Regions from separate parts of the Mus musculus genome. Here region 1 is linked to region 2. Evidence: chromatin contacts called from public Hi-C data. All regions are on one chromosome and are shown on one strand. The core of a region is the stretch at or near the end of the contact, and the rest is flanking DNA. Distances in the headings are between cores, read along the strand shown.

What was found. Hi-C and Micro-C count contacts between places; a contact is called where the count stands out from the background.
Region 1: a Hi-C map of cortical glia shows a contact between it and region 2, with 1.6 times the contacts expected there. The contact joins two enhancer-like sites. A contact is called at or near these places in 3 of 484 Hi-C or Micro-C datasets (cerebral cortex, cortical glia and forebrain) and 3 of 115 datasets of contacts at active chromatin or transcription factors (SST interneurons, forebrain and neural progenitor cells).

Annotation. Positions count from the first base shown.
Region 1 is chr11:71,655,563-71,663,057 of GRCm38.p6, forward strand. All of the region lies in intron 2 of Gm33964 (a long non-coding RNA gene), which reads left to right. Among named protein-coding and RNA genes, the nearest start is that of Gm33964, 9.3 kb to the left of the region's middle. Within about 2 kb of position 3,004, at least 14 of the 459 cell types and tissues checked have an H3K27ac peak or open chromatin away from gene starts, as enhancers often do. A contact at or near this core is called in cortical glia, where this site is marked.
Region 2 is chr11:71,426,065-71,432,895 of GRCm38.p6, forward strand. It overlaps Gm16013 (a long non-coding RNA gene), which reads right to left. Exons shown (of 2, transcript XR_388799.3): 2 at 2,474-4,076. Among named protein-coding and RNA genes, the nearest start is that of Gm16013, 7.0 kb to the right of the region's middle. Within about 2 kb of position 2,272, at least 9 of the 459 cell types and tissues checked have an H3K27ac peak or open chromatin away from gene starts, as enhancers often do. A contact at or near this core is called in cortical glia, where this site is marked.

The DNA of each region.
Region 1 (7,495 bases), core at 1,754-4,253, 230 kb after region 2:
TTTATTGATACCCACAAAATAAATTGCAACGAGTTTGGTTGAGTGGATTGAATCTATACAACAGGTTGAGAAGACCAACATCTCAACACTGAGTTTTCTATTCATGAACAGTGTCTGTTTCTCCATTTGATTCTTTAATTTCTCTCAGAGTTTTATAGTTTTCTTCACAGAGACTTTACATTATTTTATTATATTTAAATCAAAGTGCTTTTGAGCATGCTTATATACACAGCATTGTGGGGTTTTCTTTTTTAAATTTACCTGTTCACTTCCCTTGAATAGGAAATTAATTGCCTTTTGGGTACTAACACTTAACCTTCTAGGCGTGCTATATGAATTAGTTTCAAGAGGTTTTAAACATATTTTTAGAATTTCTAAATAGACGATCAAATATCTCTACATACAAAGACAGCTTCGTGCCTACTTTCACCATCTGCATACTTTTCATTTCTATTTTATATTTTGATTCATTAGTCTGCTCTTCAGTTTAATCACAAGAAGAGCAGCGAAAAGAGGCCAGCTTGGCTTGCTTGGGGTCCTAGTGGCAAAGTGTTGACTTTCCCTGCATTACGTGTGAGTTATCCGCAGACTCTTATAGAGAGCGTTATTGAGTTAAGGAGACTCCTATTAACTTCCAGTTTGCTAAGACTTTTTTGTTTCATTTTGCTTTGAAATTTGGGTTAGTGAAGAGTTTGCTAGGTGCCTTGCAAGCACTTCTTGATATAACTGTGGTGGCATGTGGAGGCCAGAGGTTGACACTGGGTGCTCTCCTCTATCACTTTCCATGTGTTTTGGCACAGCATCTCTTCACTGAACCTGAAGTTAACCATTTCACCGAAACTGCCTAAACAGTGACTCCCCAGTATTTGCCCATCTCTGGTCTCCCAGTACAAGGTTATAGGTATACATTGTCAAACTTGGCTTTTATATGTAACCTAAAGAGACCCAAAGTCAACTTTTCATGATTGAACAGCAAATACTTTACCTCTGAGCAATCTTTCCAGCCCACAACATTTTTTTAAAAAATTATCTATTTACTTCATAAAATTTATATTTTACTTCATTTTTATTAGTGTATGCATGTGCATGTGCCATACCGCATATGTGGAGTCAAAAAAAAAAAACCCATCTTTCAGGACTTGGTTCTTCCCTTCCATTGTGGATTCTGGTGGTCAAACTCGCATCATCAGGCCTTCCAAGTAAGCATCTTTAGTCCAGGAGCCATCTGTCTGCCCTAGATTGATTTGCTAGTATTACTGAGTTTTGCGTCAGTGCTTCGAAGATACTGCTTAATAGCTTTCTTCTCTCACAACCTCTTTAAATGGTTTCTACATTAGGGTGATGGGGGGGCGCACAGAGTAAACTGGGAAGTAGTCTCTGCTTGTATCTTCTCAAAAAGTCTACAGATGATTGATTTTTGTCACCTCCTTTAATGTCTGGAAGAGCCACCAGTAAACGAGCCTGAGGCTGATACTTGCTGTATTATTTATTGGCTCGCTTTCTGTAATGAGCACAGGCCTGTTCAGGCTGTTCCTTTCTGTGTGAGTTTTGACAGATTGTGGCTTTTGGTTAGAGGTTTTCTTTCATTGAAGCAGTCACAGTGCAGGCACAGAGACTCTCAAATTACCCCTGTCTTACATATATGATTCCCATGAAATAGAGTTCCCCTCTTTCCTTATGACAGTGGCCAGTGTGTCTTCAATAGAGTTCCCCTCTTTCCTTATGACAGTGGCCACTGTGTCTTCGTCCTTTTTTCCCCCTTAGCCTGGAAAAAGATTTACTGATTTTATTAAATAAGAAGCTTTTGGTTTTTACTGATTTCTTCTATTGATTTTCTGTTTTTAATTTCATTGATCTCTGTACCAACTTCATTATTTCTTCTTTTATCTTACTTTGGTCTTCTTTTTCTAGTCTCCTATGGTGAAAGTGTAAATAATTGGCCTAAGACCTGTGTTCTTGCCTAATACGTGCACACAATAATATGCATTTGCCTCTAAGCACTGCTCTTTCTGTACTTCACAAACTTCAACAAGCTGTGCATTTATTTAAAGTATTTAAAACTTTTTCTTCAGTGATTTTCGTGGACCAATATTATTGCTTGAATGCCAGCAGCTCAGGTGGGGTAGGGATACCAGAATCCTTCTCTTATTGCTTCCTAGGCCCTTTCCACCATGCTATGCAAACAGAAAATCAATGTTTTCTGTTCTTTGAGGTGCTAAGTCTCTCAGGACATGGTCTGCCTTGGTGAACGTCCCACTCCCAAAATTAGCCTACCAGACTCATGCCCTCTGTTTCTATTGGATGGACATGTCTATAAATGCCTCGTACATCTGATAGATTGACAGTCCTGTTGAGTTCAGATGTGTTCTTACAGATTTTCTGTCCTGTATGTGTGTCTCTCTGATAGAGAGTACTGAAAACTCCAGCAAAAGTAGTGGATTTATCCGTTTCCACTTACAATTCTTATTAGATTTGACTGCATGTGTTTTTATATTTTGTTGTTACTCATAAGCATACTAAGGATTATTGAATCCTTTATCCCTATATAAAGGCCCTTTTAAGCCCAACACTTTTTTTTTTCAAACCAGTTTTGCTTGGGTATTACATAGCTTCCCCTACTCTTTGTTGCCTTTCTCTGGACTAGTCTGTCTTTCTCCACTTATTTTTAGTGTATATATCTATATATTAAAATGTAGACTTCTAAAATATTTTTATTAGTTGAAGTTTCATACAAAGTGTTATGATCATATCTACCCTTCCCAACTCCTCTCACATCCTCCCCCACCTTCTTACCCACTCAATTTTATGTTCTTAACACATTAAGTACTCACCAAGACCAATTTGTGATGCTCAGCTATTCTTGAATATGTGGCCTTCTACCAGAGTGCAGTTAACTACCAGCCCCTGAGATTGTTGTGGAAGAGGAGACAGAATGGGTGTATGAGCCAGAGATGGCGGTTGAATACAAGGGAGCATTGTTTTCCAAACACACTGGGAAGGCTGCACACACACTCACAGCAGCTGTGACAAGATGCACATGATCTGTACCAAACCCCAGCATCAAATCCCAGCATCGAGAGGAGCTGGACCTGAAGTCCTACCCCTTACCAAGGAACCCTTACAGCCTCTAGAGTCAGTTCTCTAAGAGTGTAACTCCTCAGAAGGAAAGCAGGATTCTTCTACACAATGGAGAGACTTGTCTTTTGATATTCTCTGACTGTACTGGCTGGTTTTGTGTGTCAACTTAACACTAGCTGGAATTATCAGAGAAAGGAGCCTCCCTTAAAGAAATGCCTCCATGATCAAGTGTGGGAGGGCCCCTTGTGGGTGGTTGTTGTGGCCGCCAGCAGCTTGCAACATGAACGGTTTGACTGAGAAGGCTACTCGAGCTGTAAGAGAGGAATTTAGACGGGGCGAAAGAAGAAACGGAGCTAAGACAAATTCATTCTGATCAAAGCTCAAATTTTATTGTTGCGACACTAGTTATGAAGGAGGGGGGAGGGGACCCAATTCCCTCCAAACAATCTCTGGTCCAGTAGAAAGGTGAGCACATGTGTGGCTCCGCAGGTTCCAGCAGTGGACGTGGCAGAACGAATGAGCAGGAAGCTCCACCCCTGAACAAGCAGGTTTCAGGCTGGGGGAGGAGAGACTACAGGTGGTGCCACCCCTGGGCTGGAGGTGCTGGGTTCTATAAGAAAGCAAGCTGAGCAAGCCAGGGGAAGCAAGCCAGTAAGAAACATCCCTCCATGGCTTCTTCATCAGCTCCTGCTTCCTGACCTGCTTGGGTTCCAGTCCTGACTTCCTTTGGTGATGAACAACTGTGTGGAAGTGTAAGCTGAATAAACTCTTTCCTCCCCAACTTGCTTCTTGGTCCTGATGTTTGTACAGGAATAGAAACCCTGACTAAGACACTGACAAACTGTCTTTCAATTTCCGCATTCAGACAGATATTCAGAATAGTTATGGATAAAACTGGGTTCACATCCACCTCACTTGTGACCATTTTCTATTTGTTGCCTCAGTTTTTGTTCCATTTTAAAATGTTTCCACTCTTTCTTCCTTTTATGATTTTTTGCATTTTATATAATTCTACTTCTTTTCTCTTACCATAACACCTATGTTTTTTAAAATACTATCTTACAGCTTCTCAGAATATGGACTCTACATGTATAACTAATCTGTGCACCTTCAGACAGTGCTACACAACATCACAGGCAGTGCTGGTGCCTGAAAACAACAAAACGTTCCAGCTTATTATTTATGTCATCATTATCATACTTTTGTTTATATGTTTACATAATCATATATATATGTATGATATAATCATATATATATGTATATATGTGTATGTATGTGTGTGTGTGTATATATGTATATATGTATGTGTATATATATATATATATATATATATATATATATATATATATACATATATATGTATAGTTTCCTCTGTTTTGGGATAACTGCTATTAGATAAACTATAAATGAGAATAAGAGTTTCTATTTTATTTTTGTTACTAGGTATTTATTTCATTTATAGTTCCAATGCTATCCTAAAAAGTCCCCCACCCATTCCTGTCCCCCACTCCCACTTCTTGACCCTGGCGTTCCCCTGTACTGAGGCATATAAAGTTTGCACGACCAATGGGCCTCTCTTTCCACTGATGGCTGACTAGGCCATCTTCTGCTACATATGCAGCTAGAGACACGAGCTCCGGGAGGTACTGGTTAGTTCATATTGTTGTTCCACCTATAGGGTTGCAGATCCCTTTAGCTCCTTGATTACTTTCTCTAGCTCCTCCATTGGGGGCCCTGTGATCCATCCAATAGCTGACTGTGAGCATCCACTTCTGTGTTTGCTAGGCCCTGGCATAGTCTCACAAGAGACAGCTATATCTGGGTCCTTTCAGCAAAATCTTGCTAGTGTATGCAATGGTGTCAGCATTTGGAAGCTGATTATGGGATGGATCCCCGGATATGGCAGTTTCTAGATGGTCCATCCTTTCGTCTCAGCTCCAGACTTTGTCTCTGTAACTCCTTCCATGGGTGTTTTGTTCCCAATTCTAAGAAGGGGCAAAGTGTCCACACTTTGGTCTTCGTTCTTCTTGAGTTTCCTGTGTTTTAGAGTTTCTATTTTATATTTACTTATTCATTCCCCAACTCTCTTTCCTAATGTGGATCTGAGCTTCGGACATTTGTCACTTTTGTTCATCTGAGAGTCTTTATTTCCTGTCCCTCGAAGAGGATGATTTCCCAGTACTGAATTCTAAGTTTGTGGATTTTCTTTCACTCAACACTTTAAATAACTTCTCTCCATTCTCTTCTTTTAGTACAGTTTCTAAGGAGAAGTCAGATGTCATTGTTTTGAATAAGGTGTTTTTGTCTTCCAGCTTTTTGCTGGGTTTTCTTTGATTTTTCCATAGCTTGGAAGCAAGGTGCCTGCTGTCTATTTTGTTACTTCTGCTTGGTGCTTTCTGGGCTTTGTGGGTATATGGTGTTAGCATTAATCTGGAAGAAGTTCTCAGTGACACTATTTAAAGATTTCTTCTGCCTCCTTTTCCCTTCCTCTTTTGTATCCCAGTTACACTTAGAGCATATCCTCTGTAGTTGGTCACAGTCTCTCCCCCACCCCCCTGGGTATTTTTTTTCTTCATCTTCTTCATTGTTTCTATTGTTTCTCTTGTCTCTTTCAGGTTTGGAAGTTGAGATATATGCACAGTAGAGCTCCTTTACCAGTCCTGTTCTAGTAAGAGGAATATCAAGAAATCTTTCTTTCTCTTAGAGTTTTTAATCTAGTCAAGGTCCTTTTTGTCCAATGGACCTTTCCCATATTTTCTTGAATAGGGTCTACTGTAGCTGTTGTTATACTCCATACATACTAATCATCGTTATTTGTAGAACCATTGACCTCTTTATTCCAAAACTCCTACCACACCTGAATTTGGTTCTGATGTTTCCTTTTTGCTTTAGGTTGTGCTGCCGGTTTGCCTTTTAGTATATCCTGTGTGTGTTTCTTATGGGTAGCCAAATGTGATATTTGGGGGTGAACAGAAGTGTTTTGAGAAGACCTTTATATTTTATTATGGTATTTGGACGGAGGTCACCCTAGTCTCTTAATTAGGTCTCAGCCTCTCAGTGACTCCATGACTTAGACCAATAGTTCTCAACCTGTGTGTTGTGACCCCTTTGGGGTTGCATATCAGATTATCAGGCATGCCAGATATTTACATTATAATTCCTAACAATAGCAAAATTACAGTTACAATGTAGCAACAAAATAATTTTATGGATGGGGGTCGCCACAACTTGAGGAACTGTATTAAAGCATGACTGCATTAGGAAGGTTGAAGACCACTGCCTTAGACTGTGAACTTTGAACCATCTTCCTCTCTACCCCATCCTTCAGCCTTAAGTAGTACATAATGACTAAAGTGAGCTCGGGCAAGCTCACCACAGTCAAGGTCTCCCAACCTTCACTTGTTCCTGTTTTGATCCATGGGTCTCTGGTCTACTAAGTTCCAGTTCTCGTCATTCTCCTGCTGGTCCCTCCAGTCTAGGGTGAATGAGGCCTGTGATCTTACTCCTTTTTATGGGTTAATACAGGGATGTTCAGCTTATCCTAGATTTTTGCTAATTACAACATTGTAGCAGCTTCCAAGCCACAGCACATTGAACACAGGTCTTGATTCTTGTCGTCTGCTGAATTAAGCAGTGAAGGACAGCTTTATGTAATATCTTGATCTGCATGTTTATGGTACTGTTAGATGAAATCCCTAGAAAAGCTATGGCTTGGTTAAAAGATGACTACTTTGAGTTTTAGAGTATATATTTCCAAAATGTTCTCCCCGAGTGCTTACAATGAGGGGGAAAAAATCCAATCTGTGATCAGAGGTAGATGGACCAGTAAAAATCAGATTCAAGACTAGTCATCGAGTGGTCAGGTGCATTGATCAGTCCTGTGAAGACTCTGATGTGTTGTCAGGTCATTTCACTCAGTAGACTGAAGTATCACACAGTCCATCAGCAGAGTGTACACAAGGTAGGACTTATTCTCAGGATAAAGGCCTAACAGGTGCTGTACTCCACAGGAGTCCTCAGAGTCATCCCATTCTCCTATTCCATCTCACCATCATGGTTTCCAAAGTCTTGCAAGTGCCTTGCATTTTCTAATCAAACTTCCTTCCTTGGTTGTGGATTCCAGCCATCACTGAAACATCACTCATACTTCTTTCTGCTAAGGTGTCTATCTACCCAATATGACCCAGAATCCATCCATCCCAGTTTGCCTTCTGACTTTCCTTACTTCCTGGGAATATAATTGACAAGCCCCAAATTATTCTCATCCCAAACACTTTGAATAGTCGCCAAAGACAGCACAGAAGACCCATGGGCTCCACAGGAAGAGAATGAGGTTGTTGAGCTAGCTTTGCATACAGACTCTCTTAACTGAGTCAGAGCCTTGAAGGCCATTGACATGCTCTGGAAACAATGACAT
Region 2 (6,831 bases), core at 1,022-3,521:
AGACTTCTCACTCACCCCAATAAAGCACTTAAATCACTATATCTTTATTTGTGTATGCATTTGTGTTGGGTATGGATGTGGATGGACATGTATGTATATGTGTGCAGAGGTCAGAAGCTGACACCGGGTATCTTCCCCAAATTTTTCTCCCCCTTGGTGCATAGTAGAGTTTTCAGAGATTGCATGGGTTTAAACAGTCTGCAGATGAAGCAATGGGGCATTTCTGTACGCCCTTCTGGTTCCTTTGCACCTCCTGCCCTGTGGTATGAACACTGTGTGGACTGCTGACATAGACTATGTCTTCCTCAACATTGCCTGTTTGTATATCACCTTTGTTCATCACCTTTGCTCTTCTGGGTTCAGCTTCTTTTGTTCAATTTTATGTTTGTGAGGTTCATCTAGGGTGTTGTGTGCAGTTGTCGCTTCGATATTGCTGTGGTGTGACATTTCATCATGTAAACACATCATGTGACTCCTGATACATGTCTGTGTGGCTTCCAGTGCTGCTACAGACCTTCTGCGAACACACAGTACATTTGTGGTGGGAGAAGTCTACACATACTTGTGTAGACATTGTTCACCAGTGTTGCCAGGTGGCTGGAGAAATTTGAATGACCAACAACAGTATGTATGGAAAAGACAAATTTCGACTCCGACCTTCCTTATAGGAAAGGCATGTACTGAATACTGCCATGGGAAGTTACATGTTCACAAATGTTTATGGGTTGATCCCTGATGACCTGTGCCTCAAAGGTGACTGTATCTGGAGATAGTAACTTACAAGTAATAGGTAACTAACACAAAGGGGGCCATAGAGTGGTCCTCATTCCAGTCTGACTGGCATCCTTAGAAAAAGATGAGATTAGAACACAGAGGGCCCCAAAATGAGCCACGACCAGGGACACTAGGACTTAGGCTTCTGAAGGTCTGTCCTGGAGACTTTCCTTCCTAAGGGTGCAGGTTGTATATCCCTGACGATCTGAGAGCGAGCCAGCATGCTGCCCTCTTTCTACCGAACCTGTCACAACAAAACACTCTAACAAAAAACCGTAGCTCAGTCATAGCCTTTGATTTCCCACAGTTCAGAAGTCTCAGTGTCAGGACATCAGTGGACATCAATGTCGTGAGGAGAGCCTCTTCCTGGATTACCAACACCCATGTCATCACTATGTTCCAACATGGGACTGTCCTAGTTTGATTACTGTTGCTGTGACCAACTTGAGGGGGAAAAGGTTCATTTGGTTTGCACATTCCAATCACAGACTATATCACCAAGGGAGTTCACAAGGCAGAGATTCAAGAACCTAGAAGTAGGAACTGAAGCAGTGGCCGGGAAAAATGTCACTTCCTAGCTAGCTCCTCATGGTCTGCTCAACTTGCTCACACCACAGGATCACATGCTCTATGGTGATGCTGGTCTCAGTGGACTGGGCCCTCCCACGTTAACTATCAATCAAGAAAATGCCCCCACAGACTTGCCCACAGGGCAGTCAGGTAGAGGTGTTTTCTCAATTGAGCTTCTTTCTTCCCAGGTGACCCCGGCTTGTGTCAACTTGACAGGAAGGTAACCATCACAAGGAGTCAAGGGAAGCCAGCTTTCTGGTGCCTTTTCTTATAGGTTGGTTCATCAGCTACTTTTCTGTTGCTGCGACAACCACTGTGACCAAATACATTTATGCGACAAGAGCTCATTAAAGGGGAGGCATGGTAGGAAGCAGCAGATGGAGGCAAGAGCAGGAAGCTGGGAGGTCATAGGATGCAGAGAGAGCAAAAATGAAAGTGGGGTGAAGCTATATAGATAGCAGTGGTTCTTTGATACTTTACTAAAGTTCCTCTGGTTGTAGGAACCCCAGCCATAAAATTATCATAACTATTTTGTAATTGTAATTTTGCTACTGTTATGAATTGAAATGTAAATATCTGATATGCAGGATATCTGATAGGTTACCCCCAAAGAGGTCATGACCCAGCAGATGAGAACCATTGCTATATGGTCTCAAACTTTGTTTCTAGTGATATACCTCAACCAGCAAGGGTATACCATCCTAACCTCTCCAAATAGCACAACTGACTTGAAACTGACTTGAAGTTTTCAAATACCCTAGCCAACAGGGGACATTCCTCATTTAAACCACCACAGGTATTGTCTATTCATTAATTTTCTCTAAGACAAAACTGTCCATTTTCAAAGTAAGTCCCTTGAGACACAAAATATTCTTTGTGTCTTAGGGGACACAAAGGACATTCAATTCTGCAGGGAAGCTTGTCAAGTGTGGTTCTGTTTTTTGCTTCCGCCCTTGGGATGTCCAGGCACTGCTGCACACAAAGCAGGGAAGGGTGGAGCAGAGCCGAGTTCCCAGGTCCTCGTCTTTTCTTGCACAGCAGGAGAGAAAGGATAAAGTCCAGAACTGGTGGATCAGCAGGATCTAGGTCTGATAGTGAATGCCAGGGGATGGAGGGAGGTCTCCAAAGATTTCAGTGTTACAGCTCTTTTAGAAAACAGCTCTCTTGGATGATAGTCAACAAAACAGCTTGTGTACATATACTTAATTTGGGGTGAATCAAGAGCTATATATAGAACTCTAGAAAGTGGGAAGGGATTCTTCTCAGGTTGAAGTTTCATTGGCTGAGGTTTAAGGTTCTGAAGACGTGTGATTTGCATGCAAAGACATTCTAGGAAGCTGAACCTGTATTTCGCCAAGGTAATCCTGACATCCTGGGGTAGAAGATTAAGGTCAGGCTCCCCAGATCAACTTAAAAGGCTTCAGGAAGTTCCTAAAACTGACCAGCTTTTCTAGGCCCTTCCTCCCAAGCATATATAAGCTGTAAGGCCTGACAAGAGATACTCTCAAAAACCAGGCCTCTTTTCTGGAAGAAGCAGAGATCAGACGAGCTGGCTAGAGGAGGCATAGAACAACTGAGCCAGCTGGAAAGAACATTCTCCAGCCTGCTGAGTGGCCTGCAGGTTATGCATAAGTCCCTATTCCCAGCTTTCGTGAGCTGTCACTCATGCTGTGGTGAGCTGTGGTGATGTAGCTGCCTTTGAGTCATTTCTGCGTCTGTAACTAACTTCAATAAAACTCATTGATTTAACCAGTTGGACTTTGGTAGTATCCGTACTTAGGTCCGTGGTCAGTTCCCTATCTGTGGTGAGTACACATTTGTTAACAGCTTTGTAGGGATGATGTGACACACTATAGGGCCCTTCCTCCTATCAGAACAGGGTCCTGCTCCCATGAAACTCTATTTTCCAAAGAGGGTCAGCCTCAAATATCACCACGTGGAGAATTAGCCTCTCAACACAGGCATGAGGGCATAGTAAACATAGTATGACTCTCAGAGCATTGGCATTTGCCAAGTTCTTTACAGTTGACAAGGGCCATTCCCACAGGCCATATTATAAAAGATACAGGACTGGGAAGGGCCCAATGCCTACTTAGGAGAGGGCTGAGAATCCAGACCTTCTGCCCACCAAGCTTGCTCTCCCTTGTCTGCCTCAAACCGTAGAGTCAAATCTGGTCATTTGCAAATAATGAGGGAACAGGGCTGAGCCTCACACCCTTCTGTAACACAGGGCAGAAGAGGAAAAGAGGCGTGGGTGAGTTAAGGATTGCACACAGGCAGATTCTGGCTGAGTTGTGCAGCCTCTGATGAACCCAGAAAGGACAAGCCGACCTGGAACCAGGCCAGCACTTGGGCGCTGGGGCTCTTCAGGTTTAAAGACCCTGAAAATGTCCCAGCTTTCTTAACTCTGCATCACTTACACCTCCCTGTGCCCTCGCAGCCTCTCTTTGAGCACATTTCTTTGCTATTTACCGAGGACCAGAGTGCCGCTCCACCCACGCAGGTCCCATTCCTGGAGTGATTGATGACCGCTGGACACACACAGATGGACGCGGAGAGCCGCGACTGCTCCTTCGTGCGCCTCAGTGGCGGCAGTGACGTGATTTTTCTTATGCGTGTTGGCTTCTGAGTGCTCGTCGAGCTCCCGAGCGTAACCAAACCCAGACAGGCTCCGTGAGATGAAAAATAAAGCGCGATGTTTATGATGCCATGAAATGCCTTCTTTTTTTCTCCTAAAAAAAGAAATGTATTTATTTCTGTGCGTGTATGGGTTTGCGGCGAGTGCAGAAGGATTAAGCCTTTGAAACTGTCGATTTATATCCTTGAGTAATGTGAGGTCTTTGTCTTGCTGGAGAGAGCTTTCCAGATTGGAAAAGCGAGAGTCAGGCCCTCTGCTCCATCCCAGGGGGCTCATTTGTTAAGGATTTAAGGAGCATCCACTGGCTAAAACTGGGGCACGGGGCCTTTGAGAGAAGCTCCATTGTTGCCCTAGTGAAGCCTGGGGTCTACAAGTTGAGTGGCCCAGCCCTGGGGAAAGGAGCTTCCTGCACAAGGATAGGGGAGGGGATGCTGAAGAATACAGAGGAACAAGCTGGGGTGGGGGGTAGGGGGGAAGCAGGTGGATCCCAGCAGCAGAGGTGGTAACCTCAGAAAGGGAGGTGGGTGGTGTTCAAGTAGCTGGGCCCCACAAGGAAGGCAGTACTCAAGGCACCTAGGTCTGAGTTCAAATCTCAGCCGTGCTTCATCTCTTCTGTCTTGCCAAATGGGGAATAGGAGTGGGGGGAGAAGCTGTGGCCTCCTCAGCAGGTCTATGGAAGGGCAGTGCTGTGGTGGCAAGGAGTGAACAGCAGTGCCCCCGAGTGCAGGAAACACTTGGGAAAGCATCACCTCCTTACTTTCTTGAGGCATAAGTAGAGATGGGAAGAGAAGGCAGAGCAGGGGAAGCCATTTGTTGATAGTCAAGGAGGCACAAATCTTCACCTTGCAGAGCACAAAATGTAAGATGTGTAGGTCTCTGGGCATGGTCAGCCTCTGGAAGGGAATCAACTGGATGATCCAGAGAGATACACAGGGAAGACATGTAAGAAACTTATAGACAAGGGACAGAGTGGTGTCCAAAGAGCCTATAGTGGCCCCTGTCAAATGTCCATATGACGATAAGGGGCTGAGGCGAGGCAAGGCGTTCAGCCTTCGCTGAGGAGGCTACCTGGGAGGAGGTGGAGGTTTCAGGGGCAAGACCAGTGCTCACAAGGGGCAATTTTCTGAGTTCAGTGTTATCTGTCTCTATAGAGCTTGGAAGATGAGGATGCGTAGAAGAGAGGTGGGTGGGCGAGTGTGGACCATCAAGAAAGGCAGTAGAAAACAAGAAGGATGAGGGTATCTGGGAAGCTAGAGCAGAGCAGCTCAACTCAGCAAGGGAATTGGGGCAGCTCTATGGAGAAGACCTGGTACATTGAGATACATAGGATGGCTGGAGGTTGGCAGCCAGGAAGGACTCAGAGGGAGAGTGCTCCAGGCCTGGAGTGGATGCAGGCACAGGCCTGAAGGATAGGGGCAGCTCCTGAGTGTATACACAGGGCATGAGTGGGAATTCAGACCAGGGAAGAGTAAGTCAAGCAGGGGGACTAAGACATGACTTTGGATGGGTTTGAGGGACAGCCTGGGAGAGGTAGATCCTTTAGCACTCAGAGACCCAGCTCCCGGGCTCCTCTTACTGGACATATGGATTGACCTTTCTGAGTGGGTTCCCCTCCCTATGAATGAAGTTTCTTGTGAGAACGTCCTTCTGTTTGGACAGATACCGAGGGCCTCCTTGAAACTGGGCTGAGTTGCAGAATAGAGAAGATAAAGACCCTGGCCTCATAAGGACACAGACTAGGATGCAGTGGGGAAAATGGAGCACGGAGAGGGCAAACAGGTAAACAAGGTATGACTGGGGAGTTATGTGGGACAGCTGGTGATGAAAAGTTATCTACAGAGTCCCTACCTAGAGACAAACATTGTTAGCACGTATCTGGCTATCTCATCTTATTCTCTATTCAAAAGCAGTGGATGTCTTAGTTGCATGCAAGAGGAAAAACTCTGATGGCTTGGAGTATACAGGCAATCAATGCTGTTATGTAACAGAAGAATATAGGACAAGGCAACCCTGTTCAGCTTCTATGCTTTCTCCAGTATCAGCTTTCACAAACCAATCAGGAAACAGAGCCTTGGGGCAGATCTTTGGGAACCAGAGACTCTCTGGGTTACCCTCCTTGATGGTCATCTCCCTATTCTGCCACCTGGCTCTGTGGTCTCTACGAAATTTGGTTGAACATTCATTCCACTTAGTAAATGATTCTATATCACACTACTAAAGCACACATGCGTGATCCCAGCATTCGAGCGGCAGGGAGGAGGGGGATAAGCAATTTAACACTATTCTTGGAGGTATCTTGTTACAGGGTGAAAGAATCTAGTACATAGCATGACCTTCTCACTGGAGGACTCTTGGCACAGTCCTCATCCATGGAAAAATAAATCCCAGATCTTCCATCTGTAGAGACAAATTGGCAAGAGGGAGAGAGATAAGAGTTCAAGGCAGTTCAAGGTCAAGCTCTATCGATAGGAGGATGCCTAAATGATAAATAAAAAATAAAAATAAATAAATAAATAAATACAAAGGAAAGAACATGGCTAGTCCTGGGCTTTTGCACCAGATGAATAAGAGAGAGAGAGAGAGAGAGAGAGAGAGAGAGAGAGAGAGAGAGAGAGAGAGAAAGGAAGGAAGGAAGGAAGGAAGGAAGGAAGGAAGGAAGGAAGGAAGGAAGGAAGGAAGGAAGGGAAGGAAAAGGAAGGGCATGACTGCTCCTAGGTAGGTGGAGGAAAATGTTTATAGACAAAAGGGAGAGCACAGCCAGAGGCAGGGACATGTGGGAGAATCCACCAACCAAGGGGGACAGCCTGAGCCAAGAGAATGGAATCGGTGGATTATATGGCTGGATTATA